Linked DNA regions of Mus musculus: all the other regions are linked to region 3. A link is a contact called in public promoter capture Hi-C data. All regions are on one chromosome and are shown on one strand. The core of a region is the stretch at or near the end of the contact, and the rest is flanking DNA. Distances in the headings are between cores, read along the strand shown. Region 1 holds the start of Madcam1 (mucosal vascular addressin cell adhesion molecule 1). Region 2 has its middle 4.8 kb from the start of Gm30232. Region 3 holds the start of 2610008E11Rik (RIKEN cDNA 2610008E11 gene). Region 4 holds the start of Pdxk (pyridoxal (pyridoxine, vitamin B6) kinase).

Region 1 (2,700 bases), core at 101-2,600, 570 kb after region 3:
GCAGGCAACTTCCTGCGCCGCTGCTGTCAGGTGCTGGGCTTGAGCGTTGCACCAATACACAGCTCAGAGGTGGGAAATTTTAGCCTAAGATTTGGGAGGCCAAAGCTAGGATGCCCTGACTCCTGGGCATCCAGTCACCTCTGGAAAACCAACCACACAGAGGAGTCAGAAATGGAGGGCCGTGGGTCCCCGGGGCCTGCATGAGGAGCCCGTGGGCCCCACGGGGGCTCCCAAACTCCTGTACATCCAGTCAGCACTGTGTCTCGGGGAGTTAGGAATAGAATTGGGGGTCCTCTGGCTGAGGGTGACGGTGAGCCCGGAAAGCTCATAGAGGATTGTGCTTGGCTTAGCAGCAGTTTTCTTGGAGTGCAGAGGGGCTTCTGCAGGAGACTCGGGCTGTGGCTCTGTAGTCGAAGCCTTTCTCTGTGCTCCCTACTGCATTCTTGATGAAAGAGACAGTCCTTGGTTCCAAACTGTTTATTGATTGTACATCGTGGAAAATGAGTGCATTCCACCTCCTCAGGATGCACTAGAGACTAAATGTCCAGGGAGGAATGTCCCGGAAGGAAGGGAAGTTTATTGGCTAATCCCTCAGGGCCTCTAAATACTTCATTAGCATACAGAACTGTTCTGGGCTACTGTGACCACAGGTCACGGTTCCTATGTGGGAAGTGTGACACGTGTTCCAGGACAGGAATCTGGTAGGGATCAGGGAGCCACCTACCATCTCAGCTGGGTGCCTGGGTGCCCGGGACTCTGACCCTGCTCAGTCTTACCAAGTTTCCTGGCAAGGTCCATGGTCCCACAAGGATGCACCAAACCTAAGTCTCCAATGTTTCAGGTCAAAGTGAGCCAGCCCCAGACCCCAGGCTCTGTCAGGCCTGCAAGTGGAAGGACAAAGACTTAGGGGACAACTGGTGACTTATCCCAGACACACATCACATGGAACTCAGGCCCCAGAACAACTCCCGCACCATCCAGAACCAGGCCAGGCCCCTCTGCCGCCCTCATGCGGCCACCTGTGGAAGTGAAGGCACAGCTCTAGTCAGCGAGGTGGGCGGGGCAACCTAGGACTGGCAGATTTCCATGCACTTGACCCACCATGGTGACCCACCTCCAGCTTTTAGCTTCAGCCTTCCCGTACATAGAACCGGGGCCTGGAACCTTCCCAGACCTTCCCTCCCCATCTGTAATGACTGTGTTCCCGGGTCCCTGCCTCACCTCTAGCCTCTGATTCTCTGCCTCCTACAAAGTGGGGGTCGGGCTGGGAAAGCCCCCTGGGAAAGTCCCACAGAGCCGGCAGAAGGGGGAGGAGAGGCAGGGTCTCAGACAGTAGGAAGCTGCCGGCCCACTCTTATTTAAGCCGCTTCCCCTGGCGGTCACAAGACAGAGGCAGGCATGGAATCCATCCTGGCCCTCCTGCTGGCCCTGGCCCTAGTACCCTACCAGCTCAGCAGAGGTAAGCAGGGCTGTGGGTAGGGAAGCAGGCTTCGAGAGATGAATGGGTACAAGGGAGGAGAGTTTGGGAGTGCTGTGAAAATCCACGGCTTTGAGAGACTAGGGATGTGCGGCTCCGGTTGGTCTCTCATCAAGGCCCAGGAACCTGGGCCAGAGGACGAGAGCCCTGGGGTCTCAACCCAGGGTCAGGGCTGGAACCTGGGACCCAGTTGTCCCATCACAGCTTTAATGCTCTTACTCCTCAGGACAGTCCTTCCAGGTGAACCCCCCTGAGTCTGAGGTAGCTGTGGCCATGGGCACATCCCTCCAGATCACCTGCAGCATGTCCTGTGACGAGGGTGTAGCCCGGGTGCACTGGCGTGGTCTGGACACCAGCTTGGGCAGTGTACAGACCCTCCCAGGCAGCAGTATCCTCTCTGTACGGGGCATGCTGTCAGACACAGGCACTCCTGTGTGTGTGGGCTCCTGCGGGAGTCGAAGCTTCCAGCACTCCGTGAAGATCCTTGTGTATGGTGAGGCCCACTCTGCCTTTCTAGGTGCCACCTGCCCCGGGGGAATCAGGACCTTGCGCCATACCAGTGCCACCACCCACCAAGTCCCCACACTCCACTGCCACCCCCACACTGTAGACCTTCAAGGCTGACATACTCACCCTTCCTGTCCCAACCACCTGAGGCCATAGCTGCACTCTCACGCCAAACTCCCCTCTGCCTGGCCCAGGCCTGACCTCTAAGCTCAGCCCTGGGCCTGCTATCGATCCACAGCCTTCCCAGACCAGCTGGTGGTGTCCCCGGAGTTCCTTGTACCTGGACAGGACCAGGTGGTGTCCTGCACGGCCCACAACATCTGGCCTGCAGACCCGAACAGTCTCTCCTTTGCCCTGCTACTGGGAGAGCAGAGACTGGAGGGTGCCCAAGCCCTGGAACCAGAGCAAGAAGAGGAGATACAAGAGGCTGAGGGCACACCACTGTTCCGAATGACACAACGCTGGCGGTTACCCTCCCTGGGGACCCCTGCCCCTCCTGCCCTTCACTGCCAGGTCACCATGCAGCTGCCCAAACTGGTGCTGACCCATAGAAAGGAGATTCCAGGTAAGACCACTGGGTCCTGCCTGCCTCTAGGCCCAGCAGCTCTGGGGCTTGGCCCATGATTGGTTGTCCCCACCTGTAGATCCCCAACAAAACTGTTCAATGCCTGTGTCACAAGGCAGCCAGAAAAGATTAACTCAAAAGATAAGGACCT
Region 2 (2,700 bases), core at 167-2,666, 620 kb before region 3:
GAGATCCAGCTGTAAGGCATTTTCTCAATTAGTGATCAAGGGTGGGAGGGTCCATTGTGGGTGGTACCATGCCTGGGCTGATAGTCTTTGGTTCTATAAGAAAGCAAGCTGAGCAAGATAGGGGAAGCAAGCCAATAAGTAACATCCTTCCATGGCCTCTGCATCAGCTCCTGCTTCCTGACTTGCTTGAGTTCCAGTCCTGACTTCCTTTGGTGATGCACAGCCACGTGTAAGCTGAATAAACCCTTTCCTCCCCAATTTGCTTTTTTTTCCCCCCTTGGGTTTATTGAGACAGGGTTTCTCTGTGTAGCCCTGGCTGTCCTGGAACTCACTTTGTAGACCAGGCTGGCCTCGAACTCAGAAATCTGCCTGCTTCTGCCTCCAAAGTGCTAGGATTAAAAGCGTGTGCCACCACGCCCGGCCCCCAATTTGCTTTTTGGTCATGATGTTTATGCAGGAATAGAAATCCTGACTAAGACAATTCCTTACAATGTGTTTCTCCTTATTGTTTGCCTTTTTAGGGATTGGGGTTAAAGCTAGGACCTTGATATGCACTCCACCAACGGAGCCTCAATACCACTTCCTCTTTCTGATCTGTTCCCCAAGCAATGGGGTTCCTCCTTTCTCTTCAGAGCAGATCTGGTCCCCAGTTCGTTCTTTCTTTCTTTCTTTCTTTCTTTCTTTCTTTCTTTCTTTCTTTCTTTCTTTCTTTCTTTCTTTCTTTCTGTCTTCTTTCCTTCCTTCCTTCCTTCCTTCCTTCCTTCCTTCCTTCCTTCCTTCCTTCCTTTCTTCCTTTCTTCTCTTAGCCCCACTCACTCTGGCCTCATTCATCCCCAGTAATTTCATTAAGACAAAGCAAACTTTACACGCTGGCCTGTGCCGCTGATCTGTGAACCTGATGTGTCCGTGACCACAGGAGTGCCAAGTGTAGGTCTGGAGATGGGACAGAGAGGTGCACTTTCTCTAAGACTGAGAGGATTGCACGTGTGTGGGGAGGCATGAAAATAGGAAAGCCAGAGCAGCAGCTTCAAGTCTGTTGTACCCATGAGTGGCTCTAAGAAGGTGAACATGAGCCCGGAAATCGCTGGAATAGGTACCCCCGGGGTTCAGAGTTCAGACAGCCGAGCACACGGCTGACCGGGTCTGGGATTCCACGGAGGCCATGAGGCTGGAGGAGTCCACCCGATCTCTGAGGGTCTTACAGCACTGGAGCTGGGTGGGAGCTTTTAGACAGCAGCATTTAGGAGTGCCACCCATGGGGTGATCAGCGCCATAGGCCAACGGGTTGGAACAGCGTGGAATGAATTAACCACACTGAGGAGCGAATCCCAGATGAGATGGCTTGGTGCTAACCTGGGTGTGCAGAGAGGGCTTGGGCGCCGATGTGCTGCACTAGCTCAGAGGAGCGGGTAGGGGTCAGTACCACAGAGCTGGTTTCCCGGAGAGGCGAGGCACGAGCGAGGCCCCGCCTCCAGCTCACCCCTAGCGGAGCGGGACTCCAAGACTCAGTTCACCCAAGTCCAAAAACTACGCCTGCGCGGAGGGACAAGCGAGCTGATCCGCAGACCGTAACAGCAACTGTGACCTCAGCAACCAAGGCTAGCCCGGCATGGAGGGCGAGTGCCGGGTGCTCTCTATTCAGAGCCATGTAGTCCGTGGCTACGTGGGCAACCGGGTGGCCATGTTCCCTCTGCAGGTTCATGCCTCGCCACTTCTATAACCCAGCCCGGCCGCTAGTGTGCAAGGCGGCGGCGATGACGTTGGTTCCCTTGGGGCCACCCTGGGGTTCCTATCGGGAGCTGGGCGCGCTTCGGATAGAGCCTGGGGCACACAGGCTGGGGGCGTGGAGTACTCTGGAGAGCCTACAGTAGGGTAGTGAATGTGGCACACCCCTATCTGACTGTGGTACACACCGTAGTTCTTAAGGGTACCTGCTGCTTCGGTCGGCCTGGCCAACCCTGAGTGATAAAATGCTGAGCTGGGAGGATCCGCGGGGGCTGCTGAAATTCAGGAGGCTGAGTTAAGATCGCAGACTGGTTGGAGCCCAAGAAGCTGAGCCACACTACAGGTCTGATCACTCCTGAGGTGGCCTGTCATCGCTGGGATGGGGCTAGAACCGCAACCCTACACCTCCAGCAGGCTTGCTTGTATTACTGAAGAGACAGTAATACAAGCAAACAGTTTGCTGAGTTTGGCTTTGGAAGCAACCTGTTAGAAGGAATGCAGCCTTGTGTTGTCTTCCCAGAGCCTCTCCTGTGAGGTGTGTAATGAATGAGGTTGTCTCTGATCATTTCTGGCAGGTGGTGCTTCCTGCTTGTGACTGGTTGCCTTGGAGGGAACCAGGGTGTCATGGGCACTAGAATGGGAGCCATAGGCAATGTCAGCTGACTGGTGCTTCCTTGCCTGGCTGGTCCAGCAGGAAGATTGGGCTGGCCTGGGCAGCCAGGTGGTGGCCTCTTGCAATGTACTTTTTGGCTGGTCACTGAGCAAGGTGGCAGGTCCCCATTCCCCTTCCACTCATGGCCAGCCACTATACTGATTCCTGGGAGATGTTAGGGTATAGTAGCTGGCTACCATGGACCTGGAAGGATCTGGAAGGACCACAAGTGGCTGGAATTGCATCTAAGGACAATCCAGGGCTGTCCTGAATCAGGCTTGCTTGCCAGACAAATAGAGCAATTGATTGTTATTATACAGCAT
Region 3 (2,700 bases), core at 177-2,676:
CCATCCACCACATGAGTTCCAGGGATGCAATTCACACTGTCACAGTTGATGGCATGTGCCTTTACTATCAGAACCATCTCCCCAGCCAGAAAATTCTTTTTGTTTTGTTTTGTTTTGGTTTGGTTTTTTTGTTTGTTTTGTTTTGTTTTGTTCTGTTTTCAAGACAGGGTTTCTCTGTATTGCCCTGGCTGTCCTGGAACTCACTCTGTAGACCTCAAACTCAGAAATCCACCTGTCTCTGCCTCACAAGTCAGAAAATTCTTAAGGAGTAGAAACTTAAGTCTCTCCTTTCCTCAAAAATAATTCCAAGTGAGTTCTAAAGACTTTATAAGGTTTCCTGGCTGATCAAAACTTCATGATTCTGTGGAGCTGGAACATTGCAAATGTAGTTAGAACTCTTTGCGATCATCAGGTCCCTTAATATCCAGTTAGTATTCATCTTCTCTATGTGGTCGGACACCAACTAGCAGCTGAAAACTTGGGAATGTGTCCACAGAGCAGACCACTAGCTTCCACCAAGCCAAAAGCTAAGAGTGTCCCCAGATAATCTCTCATATCTGTAAGAGCTTCCTCTGCATGTAACCTATCTACCCTGATGTGTCCACAGTGTCTTTGATAAATGCCTTGATTTTGTTTTTCACTATTAAAACCTCACCTAACTACATCCACGTTGAAACATGTGATTTAGGGCAACTTAAATACATGCTACTGAACAGGGTGACTCATATCTGTCCCAGAATAAACTCTCTCTAATCCTTTTGAGGTGAGACCAGTGTTTTCTACAGACCAGAGAAATAAGTAAGCCAACTCATGCACCATTTACCTTAATTTTCAAATTTTACTCAACTCTTAAAATCTGCTTAAGCACTGAATGTTGATGCTAAGTGACATCAAGTTGCTGGGAGCCTTTACCGAAAAAATCAACCAGATGACACTGTCATAAATTGATTTTGTTTCTTTTAGCCTCCTCATGAAATTCTTAGGCAACTGTGATCAAAGTAGAGGGATGTCCCCGAAGGGGCGCTCTCCTTTGCTTACTGGCCTCCGAGCTGAGCTGCTTCTCCTTTACATATAAGGGACTGCAGAATCCACGGACCCGGCTCCTCTCTTGAAGGAAACCCATCTCCCTCAAAGTCCTCGCGGGCAAGTTGTGGACTCCAGCAACCTCCACCCTCCAGCCCAGCCTTGAAGGACCTGACAACGGCGCAGGCGCACCGGGCCGGGGGGTCGGGGGCGGCGGAGGGTGCAGAGACAGCTTCCCCGCTGCAGGACGCTCGCACTCACCATGACAGGCTCTGCCGACATCCTGCGTCCTGCGCGGGCCTCCCCACCGCGACTGTCACAGGAGACAGGGGCCTCAGTGATTTCCGATCCTTCGGAACTGGATGAGGCTACAGATCTAAGATGGCCGGGGACAGACAAAGGCCACAGCGGAGCAGCGAAGGCCCGCCCTCCATGCTCGCTCTCTGTGTATGATTGGGCAATTCTCAGTCTAGTGCATCCGATTGGATAGCATTTCGGGCTTGGCTACGAGTGACAGTAGACAGAACCAATTCGTGCGTGAATCAAGCAAAAATAAAAATAAATAAATAAATAAAAAGCAAGTTCTTGCTCACAGATGTTGTCAGGCAGGGCTGCTCCCAACCCCGTGAGAGAACAGAGCCCAGTACTGAACAATTGCCCTGGATATAGAGCTAAAGGATTTATGGACTTACGGCTGAATATATATATATATATATATATATATATATATATATATATATATATCTTATTCACAAATGGAAATCACATCATGACAGTTTTAAACTGTGTTTTCCCAACTCTAAGCTTCAAAATAAAAAGCATTCATGTAAGGCAGCAATGTCCGATACAAGCAACATGGTAGACAGAACTGAAAAATTGGTTAATTATTTAGGTATGCATTGTGACTTCTTCTGAAGGGTGTTGTTATATTATACTTTGCTCTCATCATTCCCTGTTCTATTTTCTCTCCCCCTTTTCTCCTCAGAATCACATATATGTATTCTGAGAAGTGTCAGCTTTAAAAAAAAAAATCTAAACAGGTAAAATTCACTATAATAACAATGATGGCATAATTTATTTCTCTTTATAGAAGAAAAAAATTGAACACGTATAGTGAGCCGCCACATGCATGCAAATTATTTCCATTCCTTTTGTTTTTGAGTGCTAATTTGACCAAATTCCAAACTGTTCTGAAAAATCTTAGAGAAAAGCAAATGACAATTAGAGAGATGTGCCGACCAATAAGAATGCATTTGCTTTGCAGAAATGTTGCCGTATAAGGAGTATGTCTTGATTTCAGCTGGGCATAGCAATTTTGGATACCTGAAAGTGAGATGTGAGGTGGTGGTGGGCAAAGCCATGTAGCACACATGGATATCATGAACAGCTAACTCAGCCAAGACCCTGACGCACATGCATCTAAGTTGGCCACACATTATAACCCCCTAGGACTTTTTAAATACTCCAAACTTTAGTTTCAATGAAATCAGAGTAGGGGGAGTAGGACTCCCCCCCCCACACACACACACTCATGCATGCACAAACGCACACACACTCACACATACACACACACTCATGCATGCACGAATGCGCGCGCACACACACACACTCACACACGCACACACACACACACACACACACACACACACACACACGGTTTAGAACTCTCCAGGTGAA
Region 4 (2,700 bases), core at 118-2,617, 630 kb before region 3:
ACACTAGACCGTGTGGGTGAAGCACTGTTTATCAACCAACAGGCGCTCAAACACTCAGCAACTGCCCTTGCCTACAGACTTTGATCTCCTATGCTGTATAATAACAATCAATTGCTCTATTTGTCTGGCAAGCAAGCCTGATTCAGGACAGTCCTCTATTGTCCTTAAATGCAGTTCCAGCCACCTGTTTTCCTTCCAAGTCCTTCTTTCAGGTCCATGGTAGCCAGAGGCTACACCCTAACATCTCCCAGGAATCAGTTTAATGGCTAGACATGAGCGGAAGGGGAACGGGGACCTGCCACCCTGCTCAGTGACCAGCCAAAAAAGATACATTGCAAGAGGCCACCACCTGGTTGCCCAGGCCAGCCCAATCTTCCTGCTGGACCGGCCAGGCAAGGAAGCTCCAGTCAGCTGATATTGCCTATGACCCCTATTCTAATGCCCATGACAACCTGGTTCCCTCCAAGGGCAACCAGTCACAAGCAGGAAGCACCACCTGCCAGAAATGATCAGAGATAGCCTCATTCATCACACATCTCACAGGAGATAGGATCTGGGAAGAAAAGGCTACAGCCCTTCTAACAGGTTGCTTCCAAAGCCAAACTCAGCAAACTATGCTGTCTTTTAGGAATAAAAGCAAGCACGCGGGAGGTGCAGAGTTCCAGCCCCATCTCTGCGGGTGACAGACCACCCTAAGAGTGTTCAGACCCAAGCGTGGGCCCAGCTTCCTCCTTGGTCCAAGTTCATAGAATGGGTAGAAGCAGAACGTGGATGTCTGCAGAGAGCGAGCAATCACTAGCCAATGTGTCTACCAAGAGGCTCTCCGCGCTCCCAAAGGAAAGGATTCTCCCAGCTCAGCATTTTAACGCTTCGGGAAGCCCCTGCCCACTGTTGGTCAGGCAGACGGAAGCAACAGGGACCCTCAGGCGCTACCGTGTGCGCCACAGCCGGGCAGGGGGCTTCGTGCCACCTGCACCACCCCGCTGTAAGCTCCCCAGGGTAGTCCACGCCCCCGGCCTGCCTGCGCCAGGATCTGCCCTCAGCGCGCCCAGCGCTCAATAGGGACCCAAAAGGATGGCCACAGGGGGCCAAGGTCATTAGTCGGAAAAGGCCACGCAGCGAACCCGTAGACCCGCAAGTGAGCAGCCCGGCCCGGTTACATAAGCAGTGGAGCGCATACCTGCAGAGGGAACATGGCCGCTCTGTTACCCACGTAGCCACGGACAACATGGCTCTGGATGGAGAGCACCCGGCATTCGCCCTCCATGCCGGGAAAGCTGTAGTGGCGCGTGGTCCAGGTGGTGTCACAGGCTGGGGTTGCTCAGGCCGCTCGCTCGGATTCTGCTCCGAGCGCTTTAAGCACGCGCAGTCGCTAGGCTTGGACGCGCTCCCCGCCTCCTCTGACCTCAACAGGCCGGCTGCTAACCCGCGAGTCCCGCGCGGCGAGGGGCGGGCTGAAGGCGGTGCCTCACGCAGGCCCCGCCCCTCCGGGCAACGGGACCTGTGGAATCCAGCACATGAGCTCCTTCCTCTGTGCTCCATCACGTGGCCTCACATCCCTTTTTGCAGATCTGTCTGTGCGTCAGGGGGTTCGCCTGTATCACACTCCACAGCACGGTACTTTCAGTACACACTGTTCCACCTCCTTGGCCCGCGGCGCTGATCACTCCATGGGTGGCATACTCCGGAGCTGCTGTCCAAAGAGTTTCCACTGAGCTCCAGAGCCTGAAGACCCTCAGAGATCAGGAGATCCTTTCCAGCCACGCGGCCTGCGTGGAATCCCAGACCCAGTAGGGCTCACAGGCATCTGATCTCAGGCTACCCTGAGTCAGGAGTCACGTGCCCCTTCTCAATATAATAAGAGATCTTCTCTAGGCTCAAGTCTGCTTAGAGCCACTCATGGGGACAGATTTGAAGGGGCTGCACTGGTCTTCCCCTCTTCACTACCCACCAAGTCCTCTCAGTCCTAGGGAAAGCGCACCTCTCTTCCTGTCCCATCTCCAGACCTACACTTGGCACTCCTGTGGTCACGGACACACCAGGGTCACAGATCAGTGGCACAGGCCAGTATGTCAAGTTTGCTTTATCTTGGTGAGAGAGAGTACTGGGGACCAGATCTGCTCTGAAGAGAAAGGAACATTCCCATTGCTTGGGGAACAGATCAGAAAAAGGAAGTGGTTTTGAGGCTCCGTTGGTGGGGTGCATACCAAGGCCCCAGCACCAGAAAAGCTGTAAAGAAGAACCAAGTTGTTAGGAAGGCTTGACTGGAATCAACTAAATGGAAGTACATTGGAGGAATAATTAATTGCTTGCTGATAGTAACGTTTGCTGGATACTATGTATGTGCTAAACATTTCTTGTAACTGAATCTTGCTAGCCTGGAGCAATGGTGTACATTTATAATCCCGGCATTTCTGTGTTTGTGTATGTGTATAGAAGACCTCTGGTGTTATACTTAGGGAGGGGCAATTCACTTTGAGCTTTTCTTTAGCTTTTTTGAGACAAGGTCTCATGATGTCTCTCTCCCTGATCCAGCTCACTATCTAAGCCAAGCTGGCTTTGAACTCAGAGACCCACCTAACTTGAGTGCCAGGATTAAAGGTGTATGCCACCACACCTGGAACTGCCTTGGATTTATTTTATGTATTCATTTACTTAGATACCCTACTAGGACCCGGAAGTTCTCTCTTAGTTTGTCTA

The links. Promoter capture Hi-C pulls out the DNA fragments that hold promoters and counts their contacts.
Region 1: a promoter capture Hi-C map of hippocampal neurons shows a contact between it and region 3, with 5 times the contacts expected there. The contact joins the promoter of Madcam1 here to the promoter of 2610008E11Rik in region 3. A contact is called at or near these places in 16 of 39 promoter capture datasets (the 3T3-L1 cell line, the C10 cell line, cranial neural crest and 10 more), 6 of 484 Hi-C or Micro-C datasets (the N1E-115 cell line, cerebral cortex, cortical neurons and 2 more) and 3 of 115 datasets of contacts at active chromatin or transcription factors (astrocytes, bone marrow-derived macrophages and embryonic stem cells).
Region 2: a contact with region 3 is called in a promoter capture Hi-C map of hippocampal neurons, with 3 times the contacts expected there. The contact joins the enhancer-like site here to the promoter of 2610008E11Rik in region 3. A contact is called at or near these places in 9 of 39 promoter capture datasets (the 3T3-L1 cell line, 3T3-L1-derived adipocytes, cranial neural crest and 5 more), 3 of 484 Hi-C or Micro-C datasets (CD8 T cells, cortical neurons and nephron progenitors) and 7 of 115 datasets of contacts at active chromatin or transcription factors (the NIH/3T3 cell line, astrocytes, bone marrow-derived macrophages and 4 more).
Region 4: a promoter capture Hi-C map of hippocampal neurons shows a contact between it and region 3, with 5 times the contacts expected there. The contact joins the promoter of Pdxk here to the promoter of 2610008E11Rik in region 3. A contact is called at or near these places in 10 of 39 promoter capture datasets (the 3T3-L1 cell line, 3T3-L1-derived adipocytes, cranial neural crest and 5 more), 2 of 484 Hi-C or Micro-C datasets (adipose-derived mesenchymal stem cells and cortical neurons), 10 of 115 datasets of contacts at active chromatin or transcription factors (the NIH/3T3 cell line, astrocytes, embryonic forebrain and 7 more) and 3 of 9 other capture datasets (adipose tissue, embryonic stem cells and liver).

Annotation. Positions count from the first base shown.
Region 1 is chr10:79,663,209-79,665,908 of GRCm38.p6, forward strand. It overlaps Madcam1 (mucosal vascular addressin cell adhesion molecule 1), which reads left to right and starts at 1,351. Exons shown (of 5, transcript NM_013591.3): 1 at 1,351-1,459; 2 at 1,704-1,970; 3 at 2,223-2,549. The coding sequence starts at 1,399.
Region 2 is chr10:78,480,560-78,483,259 of GRCm38.p6, forward strand. No RefSeq gene overlaps it. Among named protein-coding and RNA genes, the nearest start is that of Gm30232, 4.8 kb to the right of the region's middle. Within about 2 kb of position 1,417, at least 260 of the 459 cell types and tissues checked have an H3K27ac peak or open chromatin away from gene starts, as enhancers often do. A contact at or near this core is called in CD8 T cells, bone marrow-derived macrophages, cortical neurons and 3 more, where this site is marked.
Region 3 is chr10:79,096,174-79,098,873 of GRCm38.p6, forward strand. It overlaps 2610008E11Rik (RIKEN cDNA 2610008E11 gene), which reads right to left and starts at 1,427. Exons shown (of 6, transcript NM_001004362.2): 1 at 1,285-1,427. The coding sequence starts at 1,305.
Region 4 is chr10:78,463,581-78,466,280 of GRCm38.p6, forward strand. Pdxk (pyridoxal (pyridoxine, vitamin B6) kinase) reads right to left here and starts at 1,368. Exons shown (of 11, transcript NM_172134.2): 1 at 1,181-1,368. The coding sequence starts at 1,267.